Linked DNA regions of Mus musculus: region 1 is linked to region 2. A link is a contact called in public Hi-C data. All regions are on one chromosome and are shown on one strand. Each heading gives the region's core, a stretch centred on a gene start, on an enhancer-like site or on the middle of the called end of the contact. The rest is flanking DNA. Distances are from core to core; before and after follow the strand shown.

Region 1 (5,636 bases), core at 2,641-5,140, 270 kb after region 2:
GCTAATGCTCATCACCACTAGTCAGCCATTATTTGTCATAAATGTGTCAAACAAAAGTAGGAATCCACTTGAGAGACTGAATGTCAGATGCAAGAGAACGCTACTGCATCTCAACTTTTCAGGTCTATAGCTGTTTGTAAAAGGTGGGGATTTTTGTTGAGTGATTTAAAAGTATAAACAACAAAGGTGGCTTGCTTGGCATTGTGTATATGCACTATCACAAATTTAAGGACAACCTAGCCATATGCCATTTTTACTTCTTTATTATTCTCTTTTTAATATATAAAGGTGACTGTATTCATCTGATAACATGATTCTAAGTTTCTTACTTTCGGTCTTCCAGGGAAGAATGTCCACATGTGCCTCTCAAAATGTTCTCCTGGAACCTCTTGTTGCAATATTTTTAATATAAATTCTTTGGGGAAGCAATACATTCCAGGTTGTGCTTTCAATTTATTGAGTGCAAGACCTCATGTCTTCTTTTGTATACTCAAGTCTACAACCTTATATTTGAACTGCAAGTCTCATATATTTTATGTTTTCTCAGAAAGGGAAATCAGATTATAAGCAGAACAGGACAACTACATGAACACCATTGCAGATCTTGAGGGCTCTAACTGCCTGTGCAATGAAGAATGACACAGACAGCATGAAGATAGATAAATACAAAAACCAAAATGCAGGAAGAACAGCCTGTAAAGTGGAACAATTAATATTAGAAATAATATTAATGATGAGGATTTTAATTTGTAGTTTTCACAATCTACATTTAAATATATTAAATATATTTACTGTAATCATATTAATATAGAAACATTCCTGTTTCTTGACTGTTAGGGGTCCATACTGAGATCAAAGGCTCTCCCCTGACATTAGAGCTCTGTACAATGCTGGAAACCTTTTGGAAAGAAAGTTGCTTCCTTTATGCAGGAATGTACACTCTGTGGAGCTATGGGGAGATTGGCTTCAGCATACGGGACTTTTACCAGAGAGTGATAATGAGAGAACTCCAGACAGCAGCCTGTAACTGAAGTGAGGCTGGTACCGCCACCAAAACTGTGCTGGTTTAGAACAGGGCAAAGCCATCAGTCCACAGAGTTTCAGTTTCCTTGGGAACACTTTGTGACAGGACCACCCAAGGATTATCTAATTCACAGAAGGAAATGCTGTTGTTCTATCTAATAGGTAGGTTAGACTGTGGCCCAGTTCCTCTGACGTTCCTGTCAATGCTATTGATTTTTTTCCAGTAGAGGTGCAAATGATTTCTGTCAGGAAAGATCACCCCAAAAAAGTTATAGTTTCGTTGCCTTGTAGGATATTAATCAGTTTTATCTCTTACAGAATAAAGCTTACTCGTCATGGCTTTTCTTCCTGACTTAATCATTCTCTTTGTCTCTCTGTCTCTGTCTCTATTTTCTCTCTCCAAACACACACACACACACACACACACACACACTCACACACACACACACAGGGGTGTTTCTATATGCAAACATATGCGCATATCAGAACACATACACATATAAATAATAAATCCATAATATAAATGTACATTTTATGTATAAATATTACATAAATGATATATGTATGTATATAGTCCCTTGAAGACCATAATCATTCTAACTAGCGTCCATATTAATGCTCAAATTCATCTTTAACACATTCGTATCTATATTTGTACAAGAATCATGCTTTAATATGATGCTTCAAATTTCTTACTCGCACTTTCCCAGATAAGACTCTCCACACACCATCTTCAACACTCAAGTCACTGAAAATGTCTCTCCTTGCGTCCATTGCCCTAGGGTGACATTACCAACCCCACAGCCTACTTCTCTAAGGCTGCATGAGTCCTAATCTATTTATGATCATTGAGTTGCTCAAGGTTGTATCAGATTTGACTTTTGCAAACTTTGCCCTGCAACCTCATAAGCAGTTGAATGTTTCACATTCTTTAGGCAAAATTATGATGGGTAAAATGCTTTTTATGTTTTTTAAACTTTCATTTATTTGTTTTGGTTTATTTTGTTTTTGGGGGGAAAGTCTTTCTATGCAGCTTTTGCTCACCAGGAAACTCACTCTGGAGACCAGGCTGGCCTCAGAGTCACACAGTTCTACCTGCTTCTGCCTCCCAAGTGCTGGGATTAAAGGTGCTTGCACCACACCTGGCTTATACTTTTATTAGGGATGAGAGGATCTCCGAAGGTCACACACAAGCTGTGACATAATTCAAATTCACCACCCTCCTAAGTATATTTTCAAAATGCTAGAGCTACGTTTGTGTGAGCATCATTCATTATCACATCTCATAAGAAAATCACTTCATTATCAGCATGCACTTGCTTCTCCTCAAGTACTATTCTTAAAGGAACAAAAGAAAATTTAATCTGAGTCACAACAGATTATTATTATTAACATTATTATCATTATTAACACTTGGAAGTTTTAACTCTGTCCCCTTTGTGACAAATCCCTATCAGGTAGGGAATTACATAATTTTTCGTTAATGAAATGAGATGCCATAATAAAACAACACGAAACGTCAATAAATAATCCAGATGGGAATTATTTGTATTGAACGATTTATTTGGTAACTCAGTCAACCTCATAGGGTGTCACAAAATGAAAGTCACCTTTGAGTCTCCCACCAATATTCTGAGACAAGAAAACCAATAAAAGTATGGCTGTTGGTGTCACTGTGGTTGACGATGGACAGCCACCCAGTCAGCTTCCCATGAAAAGACATGCAAGTGTAAATCCAGCCTAGAGAAAACAAGACCTTGCTGCTTTGGCGTATGTTCATTTGTCAGGATTTCTACCCAATATCCATAATTAACAAATAACCTTCAAGAGCCAGGAAGTAAGGTTGAAATTCAAATGAAAGACTCTAAACTCCACACCACCAGTGTTGCGTTGTCGTTTGTTTGTTTCTCTTTTCCCCAAAGATGTGTGTATACATGTTCAGTTCATCCTGTCCTCACACTATTCCTGACTGGGGTTTATCCAAACCTTCTTTATTGTTTTAAAATGGCTAGATATATTGTCAGTTCCAATGGTGCAAGGTCAATGTACTTACAGTAAATACAGGTATATGATCATAAAATATATGCTCAATTGTTCTTGCCATAAAAATCTTAGCATGCACACATACACACACACATACACACACACGAGAATGTAACAGAAAGAGATGAAGGTCCAATTGCAAACAGGTGAATGTCTACTTTCATGTCTATTCATAGTTCTGTAGTTTATCACATATAATATATACTTAATTGTAATTGCTTTCTACATATTTGCTGCCCAAAATATTCATGATAATATATTAGTAACTTTTTTGTTGCCATGACAAAATGTACATTTCATCGGCCATAGGTCTAGTCTCTTATTTATCTAAGAATATGTGGATGAAAACATTACACTATACAAAACTTTCTGTAGCAGGACTGGGGGCAGGGCAGACAGGGGACACTATGGGTAGAAGCAAAGCTTTCACCCTTGCTAAACAAGCTCTGTGTCATGCAGCTCCATTCCCAGCCCCCAGAGATGCATCTTTTACCGTTCACTTTGTAAGAACGGATGATGCAGTACAAGCAAACTCAGAACAGTTCAAATATGCAGCCCTAAAAGTATAAATGCTATTCGTCTTTGTTTTCTCAACTGTTTGAGTCTCCTCTGCCCCCAAATAATTTCCTCCACTTAAGTATTTCCTGCCAGACCCTTAGTAGCAAAATCAATGCGATCTGACTGAATAGTTTAGCATGTTAGGCAAAACCAAGAAAGAAATGAAAATACTCCCAGAAAATTAAAATATAACTCTTTCTATTAGCGTAGCCATTTCAGTCCTGTTCATAGATCCTCTCGAATTTAGTAGGAGATGGTTTCTATAGCAACAGGAGAATGATCTCGCATGAGCCTTAAAACAGAAAACTAAGAGTACTTGCCTCTTAAAAGTGGGCATCATATTCCTCTCTAAGGCTTAACGGAGGACATGTGAATCTCTTTTGGTTGGAGACAGAAACTGGAAGAAAGCCAGTTATGTTGTTTGCTCAAACGCTGAAAGATGGAGGTTACAAGGGGCACCGATATGTATTTCAGCTGTTTTATCCTTTTGAAGGATTTTTCCCAAGGTGGTATATTGTATCAAAGAACTAGAACAGGCATGAGGAGCTCTGAAACTAATTTTCTGAATCTATTGCAGACTGAGCAGTGACTTTCTGTGGCCAACACTTCTTCTAAATAATTTCTAATGCTATGCAAGACCCAACGTTGTAATGCTGCAAAAATGTCCATTGCATGCTTGCTTTCACAGTTGTCCGTGCTGCTGTTCTCCTTGGCGTGAGAGTGAGCTTACGGGAGCATGCAGGTCACAACAGAGAAGGATGAGACACGTGCAAACTGCTAAATTGAAGAGATACATCATTTTGAAGTCAAAATAAAGTGAAGAAATCAAGCTCATGAAATTATAAAAGAAAATTCATATTATTCAAAATGAATTATTACCCAACCTGAATATATCTCTGCATAAAACAAATAAATCTACCCTAGTCCAAAAATAAAATCAACAAAAAAGACAGACAACTTTCTCTAGAGAGAAATCTATTTCTCTTGGTTGTGACAATGAACACCAAGACAGTAGTTATATTTGAGAGGCCTCTGGTGTAGACCCAAGATCTTGAAAATACTCAGTTGAATCCAAACCAAACAGACTTTAATAATGGACTCAGCCATGTGCTTTAACATTCAAACATCTCGAACCCAGAAAACCAAACTTTCATTATTGGAAAGCCAATGCAAAACTCAAATTAATAATTAAAAATGTTTGATGAAAGATGTTTATATTTCAAATATCCAGAGGAAAATGGTAAACCATATGATTGTGTGTGTGTATGTGTATGTGTGTGTGTAACCCTGCTGTTGGATCTCATGACAAATGAAGTTCAGCCTGTGTTTAAGCTCTCCATTATGCCTTCGTCAGGATGCCTTTATGAAGTGTATAACCTAAAGAACTATAAAGATGGCCCCGGCGGGACATCTACTGCAGTAAGAAATAGAACAGAGCAATCAACAGCGAGAGAAAACACAATGAGCGTAATTTGGTTACTAAAGAGCTATTAGCATTTAAACAAATTAGATCAAACATCATGAAGATCTGCTTTAAGACAAGGGCATGATGTGAGAAATATAAACAGGATCTGAAAACTACGAAGGAATTCTCAGCACATAACAATCCCATCCAAAATTTTGCATCAAAAGAGTTGTCTAGCCTCAACATTGCTTCCTTGAGGAAGACTCAGCTCTCATTTCCCCTTTTGGGCTCTTCCCGGTAAAACCTTCAGACTTCCCCTATCCAACATTTGACAAATAGACTTCTGACTCTCCCTGTCCTAGAGAATTAAAAAGGGGTGAGGCTTACAATTGCAAATGCTTTCTCTATCTCTTTGAGATATATGGCTTTCCTAAGGGCATGCATATAGCATCTTCCTTGAAAACCTCAACGCCATTTCTTTGAGATACAATCATGGGAGTTCAAGTTTTCAGGCATCCATGCTCTACAAGAGAATAGAATCAGAGCTTCGGTGATTGCTAGTCCAGATGCAGTTAATTGCCTTTACAGACACCAATTCTCTCAACCT
Region 2 (6,037 bases), core at 1,581-4,080:
AAACAAAACAAACAAACCAAAATTAACCTTCAGTAGCACCAAATCCCCTGCCTATTAACTGCCCCCCAAGGTCTTCTTCCTCACCTCGGAGTTTACACCCTCCAGCCAGACCAGAGTAATTTATAAAGCAACCACTAATAAATAATTAAGCAATTTTTATCATAATCAACTCCTGACATGCCTCAGGGGTGAATATTCCCATGTGTTCTTGAGCTCTGTGCTATGCATTAGTATTTAAAAATTAGCTGCTTTGGTTAGAGACAGTGAGTAAGCCTCTCAGGGAAGGCAGGGAAGGCTGCGCAGCCAGCTGTCACTCGGCTCATCTGGACAGAAGTCTTCATATCGCTCAGCCGCATCTCCGTATCTCTGAATACATATTAGTGTTGCCCACTAGCCAAGCCAAGCAGGGTGCAGCTGGACAGTGAACTGTAGGGTTTCCTTTATTAAAAAATGATTGAGACGATGTCATTCTTTGTCTAACATCATCTTTCATGTTCTTGGCCACACGTCTAACATGCCAGATATTTGAAAGCTTTTATCAGAAAACGCTGGCTCCCTCAAGTCAAAGGCATTATTTAATTTAGTTCTGGAGTTGGTTGAGAAAAATTAATTTTTGTTTCTATTAATTCTGCAGTCATATCTGTGTTGTGGGTGGACTATTTAACAGCTCACGTAATCAATAAATTACCGCTAAAGCACGGGCTGTTAATCAGAGACTCTCGCATGTGAGGTTGTCTCCTTGTTTATTTTCACAAGCTTTTCCTTCTCAAGAAACTGCCATCTTGTGACGGCAAAGCAACAGGATGTCACACAAAGCAGTGGCTCCTTGAACATCGTGTTTGTTCCTCATTGGAGACTCACATATCTCGACAAGTACCGATATCCAAAGCATTCCATCACCTTCCACCACTCTTGCATGTGGGAAGCGGTCCACAGTATCTGTTGGTTACTGTGCTAAATGCCACTAGGATAGGTACTCACATGTCTGGAGTATTCTACAAAGAAGATAGAACACTAGGCTTTCCACCATTTTCCTTTATAGAGAAAGCAGATGAGAGTTATCCATATGCTATTGGGTAGTACTATGTTTTAACAGCTGAACTAAGATATAACTAACACAGTGCTCTGTCTGCAGGTATTTAATACACAATCTTGCTATATCTACGAATGTTACTGTTTTGAAGTAAAAAGTTAGAAATGAGTGAAGAAAACTGCTCTGTGTTTACACTACAGAAATCACAAATAAAATCTCTGCACATGCCCCTCCAATCTCTAAAACTATATATATGTGTGTGTGTGTGTGTGTGTGTGTGTGTGTGTGTGTGTGTATAGTAGATAAGGGTTCTTTCTTTATCAAAATGTAAGTCAACTGTGTATGCTGTGGTGTATTTTTCAGACATTTTACTAGTGTCATGGACAATTTTCATGTCATTAAATATCACCCAAAAGATGATTATTAATATATATCATACATTTTTGTTTATCAATAGCAAAACAATTACAAAATAAACAATGAAGAAAATAATCATTAAGGAAAATTTTCAATTGCAGCAACATTCTAAAATATGGAAGTTTTTTTTTCCACAACCCTTAGTATAAGGAACTATTTAAGGTCTTAGTCACATTTATAGATTTTGTGGTGTGTGTGTGTGTGTGTGTGTGTGTGTGTGTGTGTGTGTAAAGTTATACACCCTAGTTTGGCTGTGAGGTAAAATGTGCTTTTCAAATGCTAGCAGGCCTTTTGCAGAGATGTGCTTTCCTTCTCGGCACTGGGCCTGCAAAGGGTATTTTCTTATTTATTTCATGGGTGACGTTCACATGAGGAAGTTTTCTTTTATATTTTGCTTGGCTTTTTTGCCTTGATTACACATTCATGTGTACATTTCTACTTGTATAATGTGCAACTCGTCACATCTGGAAAGTGTTTGGATGTGACGTGAGGTAAGCAGGTACCTTTGCCCCTAGGCTGACACGGGGTCTCTATCACATCATAAATTCTCCTGCGTGCAATCGAATTTTGATTTGTGCCAGTGGAGTGACGAAAACTGCAGCTCACTCCCTGAACTTTCTTCCTTTTCTACCTGTCCCCTTTAATGTGGCTGTGATTTAAAGTGGTGGGCTTTTTTCTTACACACCATAAAGCATCGTTATTAAAGTCTTACATTTAGATTTCTAGACACACATACCTGGTAAGGTAGTGCAAGCATACACAAAAAACAAAGGCAGAGAGGAAGTAGTAACCGCTTTCATCTTAGAGCTCAGTAGCAAAGAATGATAAAACACTGCGGTCCTTTAAATTCTGCAACTATTTTTCACTTTCTGGGTTTGTAGGGGTGGGGTGGGGGTGTTGTAAACACAACTCTTTAAAAGGTTTCCTAAGAGTGACTGTTTTCTTTTTCCAGCCAAGATACTAACTGTGAAATTCCTTATTCTTCCAGTAGAGTTTGAAACCACTCTTTGAAAGAATTTCAACATGCAAATTCACACTCTAAGAACAGAAGGCCTCCCGCCACCCAGCCCCAGTTACTCATTAAAATGGAAGTGTTCTGCTTCCACCAGCGGGTGGCAACCTCAACATACACAGCACAGTCTTGTCAATGGAACCACCTCGTGCAAAGACGAAATTGACCCCCAGTGTCTGACACCAGTGTCTGACTCCAGCTGCCGTCATTGCCCTTTAGCTGCGATAAAAAACAACAAAGGCCAGACCTCAAGAACTAATCACAACCAGAAACACTCTGCAACAGGCAACCAAATTACCGCCATTAAACGTGGGTCCAGAAAATCAACCATCTTTTTGGTTGTGAGTTTAGAGTTTAGTCTTTAAACACACGCACAAGAACACGCACACGCGCGCGCACACAGAGTTTGGCAACCTCACAGTTAAAAGGATGCATAGATGCAAAATAAGGTAAAATGTGTGTGTGTGTGTGTGTGTGTGTGTGTGTGTGTGTGTGTGTTTGATGCAATAACAATGAGAAAGGGCAGCCATGGATTTGAAAGAAAAAAAGGAAGACGAAACAAAGTATGTGGGATGGTTTAAAGAGAGGAAAGAGATAGGAGAAATGCTGTAATCATATTGAGAGGGAGAAAGGGAGAGAGAGAGAGACTGTGCATCTCTCATGCTCCTAAACTTACTCTTTTCATATTTTCAGATAGAATTGCAAAGAAAGTTCACAATAAATCACCTGTAATTTTAACTGTTGCTTAAAGTCAGTATAGAAGGTGATGAGGGTGACCACTGTGGTGAGCAATGCACACATTTGAATTGTGGGGGAAATGTGTGAGGACCTTAGGTAGCCAGGCTTGCAGTCCAAGGCAGTGGGAGTAAAGGAGAGCTCTCAGGGGCAAGACTTGAGAAAGACTGTGTGAATTAGCCCTTTTCATATGTCTTGGAAGCAAAAACAAAGGTCAGATTAAACTCATAGCTTCTTTTCTTTTTTTTTAAGAGCACAAGTTTATCGTACCAAGCATCAGATCATGAAAAGACAGCACTGTAGGACACTATCAGAGACAATTTGATCTATATATTTATATGCTCAGTCTCTAAGACAAATAAAACAGACCCAGGGTATTAATTGGGGAGGGTGGGGAGAAGAACCACGCCTTTCTTGCCCTGGTCATTTGGAATGAACTAAATGACTATCATTTGACTGATCGAAAACCTCAAAACCAAGGTAGACTAAAGGGCAGAGAGCAGGGCCAAGATGGGCATTATCCTCAAATCTTCCATGAAGTCCTGGGCGTTCTGTCCATTCCATATAGCCAATGCTCTGCAGCTAGCCCTGTGGCTAACCAGCACATTGGTCTCTCTTATTTCTATTGAAGCTAAAAGAGCAGAACAACAACAAAAAATTAATAGAACATTTGGCAAAATGGTAAGCACACCTTCAAGCTGAGTTAAGTCAAGGCTTAGTAAAAACAGAAAACAAAAACAAAACAAAAAGAAAAAGAACCTCCTCGGGCAAATAACAATGGCAAAGATGATAACACTGAAAAAAAAAAGAGAAATTGAAAAAGTTATCCTACATACAAGAGTAAGGGCCACTGGAGTAGGAAGTCCCTCCATTCAGCCTGCAGGTCTCTGATACTCAACATCAAACAGAAATCTAAAGGCTCAAAGAAAGACTTGCTCACACAGCATCCACTGGGGTTCTAGAGTGGCAGGCACTGCTTTATCCTGACCATTTTGCACATTTCACAGTGTATCTAAACCCCGAATTAGAACCAAGCTCTCCTGCCAAACGGTGCAGTTATAACAATGAAAAGTTCCAGGATGACCTCAAACATCCAAACAAAGGACTTCCATAAGTTGAATATTTTTCTTCATTTATAGAACACCTAGGCAGGAGTTTAACCTACACGCTTTTAATCCCAGCACTTGGAAGACAAAGGCAGGCAGATCTCTGTTTGAAGCCAGCCTAGTCTATATAGTGAGTTCCAGACCCAAGGCTATGTAGACAGACTGTCTCAACAAATATATATATATATATATATATATATATATATATATATATATATATATACATATATATATATACATATATATATATATATATCAAATTCTTTGACTTTTTAAATATTGAAGTGAAACTTGAGTAAATATTGGTTAGAAATCAATTTAGTGTGCTAACACTACCAGCCCAGTCTTTGAAGCCACATTCAGCAATCTAGAGGCGTAAAGTGGTGAAGGAATCATCACGTGACTGAGCGTCAGTATGCGCTTTCCACATGCCACAAGCTTTAGTAGTTTAGAGTCAAGGACTTTGGTGCTTGTAGCCAACAGAGGGGCTTAACAGCTAACTTCCACAGTGTTCGCCTGGTGCCAGACCTGGCCCGTGCCCTCCAAAGCATGAGCCAATCCTGTCCTTATAGCCATCCTGTGAGCTAGACACTATTATTATCTCTGCTTTCCACAGAAGGAAACTGAGGCTTAGAAACGGTAAGAAAACCTGTTCAAAAGAACACAGCGAGTTACTGGGGATGTGTGTGGGTCGTGAACTCAGACAGCATAACTCCAGAACTCCACAGTTTTGAATCTCCGCTATGCGTGCGCTCGGTACAGCTGCGGGCGCCATCCATCTCAGTCATGCCCGAGAAATCAGAGGTGTCTCATTTAGCTAGGTTCATGTGGCTGCTTTCTGATCTGCAGGGACCAGCATTTCCCAGCTCCCTTTTTTATGTGAAACCAGGCAAACTGGCTTTAATGAAACAGTCTGAAGGTTTGTCACATCTGAGTCCACTCCAATCATGAGTCTCGAGCTCACGGTGACAGGTTAGGGCACTGTGAAAACTAGCAGTGGAAATGTCAAAACAATCCAGAATGGGAGATTTTTGAGAGGGGGTGATAATAGGATGTATTTCTTAATTCGGGAAGAGCAATGGGAGGCAGTCAAGGGCATTTGCATCTTTCTCCTTTAAACAACAGGCAAAAGAGGAAGAGTCTATGCAGAAGGTGTAATATCAGGCTGGTCACAGTGGGGTCCTGGCAGATAATTCCTTAAGATTTTTTTTCTTAAACTGGGAACTTAAATTTTGAATTCTACTCACAAAAGGTTAGAGTTAGAAGGCGCTGAGTGTGGAAAGTTCTACAGAACACCAGAAGGAAATAAATAAATCCACAGGGAGGCAAAGACTCGCCCAGCTTAGTTGAGATCTTTATGTTAACAAAGGCCTTAGACATATTAAATTAATGTTCACAATCTCAAAAAACAAACAAAAAAAGTTCTCTGAAAAATGCAAAAGGAATTTCGGCAATGGAACCAAAATACCTGACTGTCATATTGCTCACAATGGAGAAAATAAAACAAGATTTGTCCACAAACATGTGTCTAGCTCATATTAGGCGAGTGAAAGGTGAGCAAAACTGCCATGACAACGTGGCTCTATGTCCTTCAGTAAACAATCTTAAACATTTCTTTAGACGGTGCTATATTTAAGGGGCCAAATTCCGCCTGAAAGAGAACCAGCTGGCCGTGAAATTCGATCTCCCCCTTGGATGGAGGATAAACAAAGTTGAGTCCTTCGTGCAGAACAT

What was found. Hi-C and Micro-C count contacts between places; a contact is called where the count stands out from the background.
Region 1: a Hi-C map of cranial neural crest shows a contact between it and region 2, with 2.2 times the contacts expected there. The contact joins two enhancer-like sites. A contact is called at or near these places in 4 of 484 Hi-C or Micro-C datasets (the 3T3-L1 cell line, cranial neural crest and embryonic fibroblasts).

What each region holds. Positions count from the first base shown.
Region 1 is chr6:4,824,586-4,830,221 of GRCm38.p6, forward strand. No RefSeq gene overlaps it. Among named protein-coding and RNA genes, the nearest start is that of Gm20714, 11 kb to the left of the region's middle. Within about 2 kb of position 3,891, at least 5 of the 459 cell types and tissues checked have an H3K27ac peak or open chromatin away from gene starts, as enhancers often do.
Region 2 is chr6:4,555,316-4,561,352 of GRCm38.p6, forward strand. No RefSeq gene overlaps it. Among named protein-coding and RNA genes, the nearest start is that of Gm33959, 29 kb to the right of the region's middle. Within about 2 kb of position 2,831, at least 13 of the 459 cell types and tissues checked have an H3K27ac peak or open chromatin away from gene starts, as enhancers often do.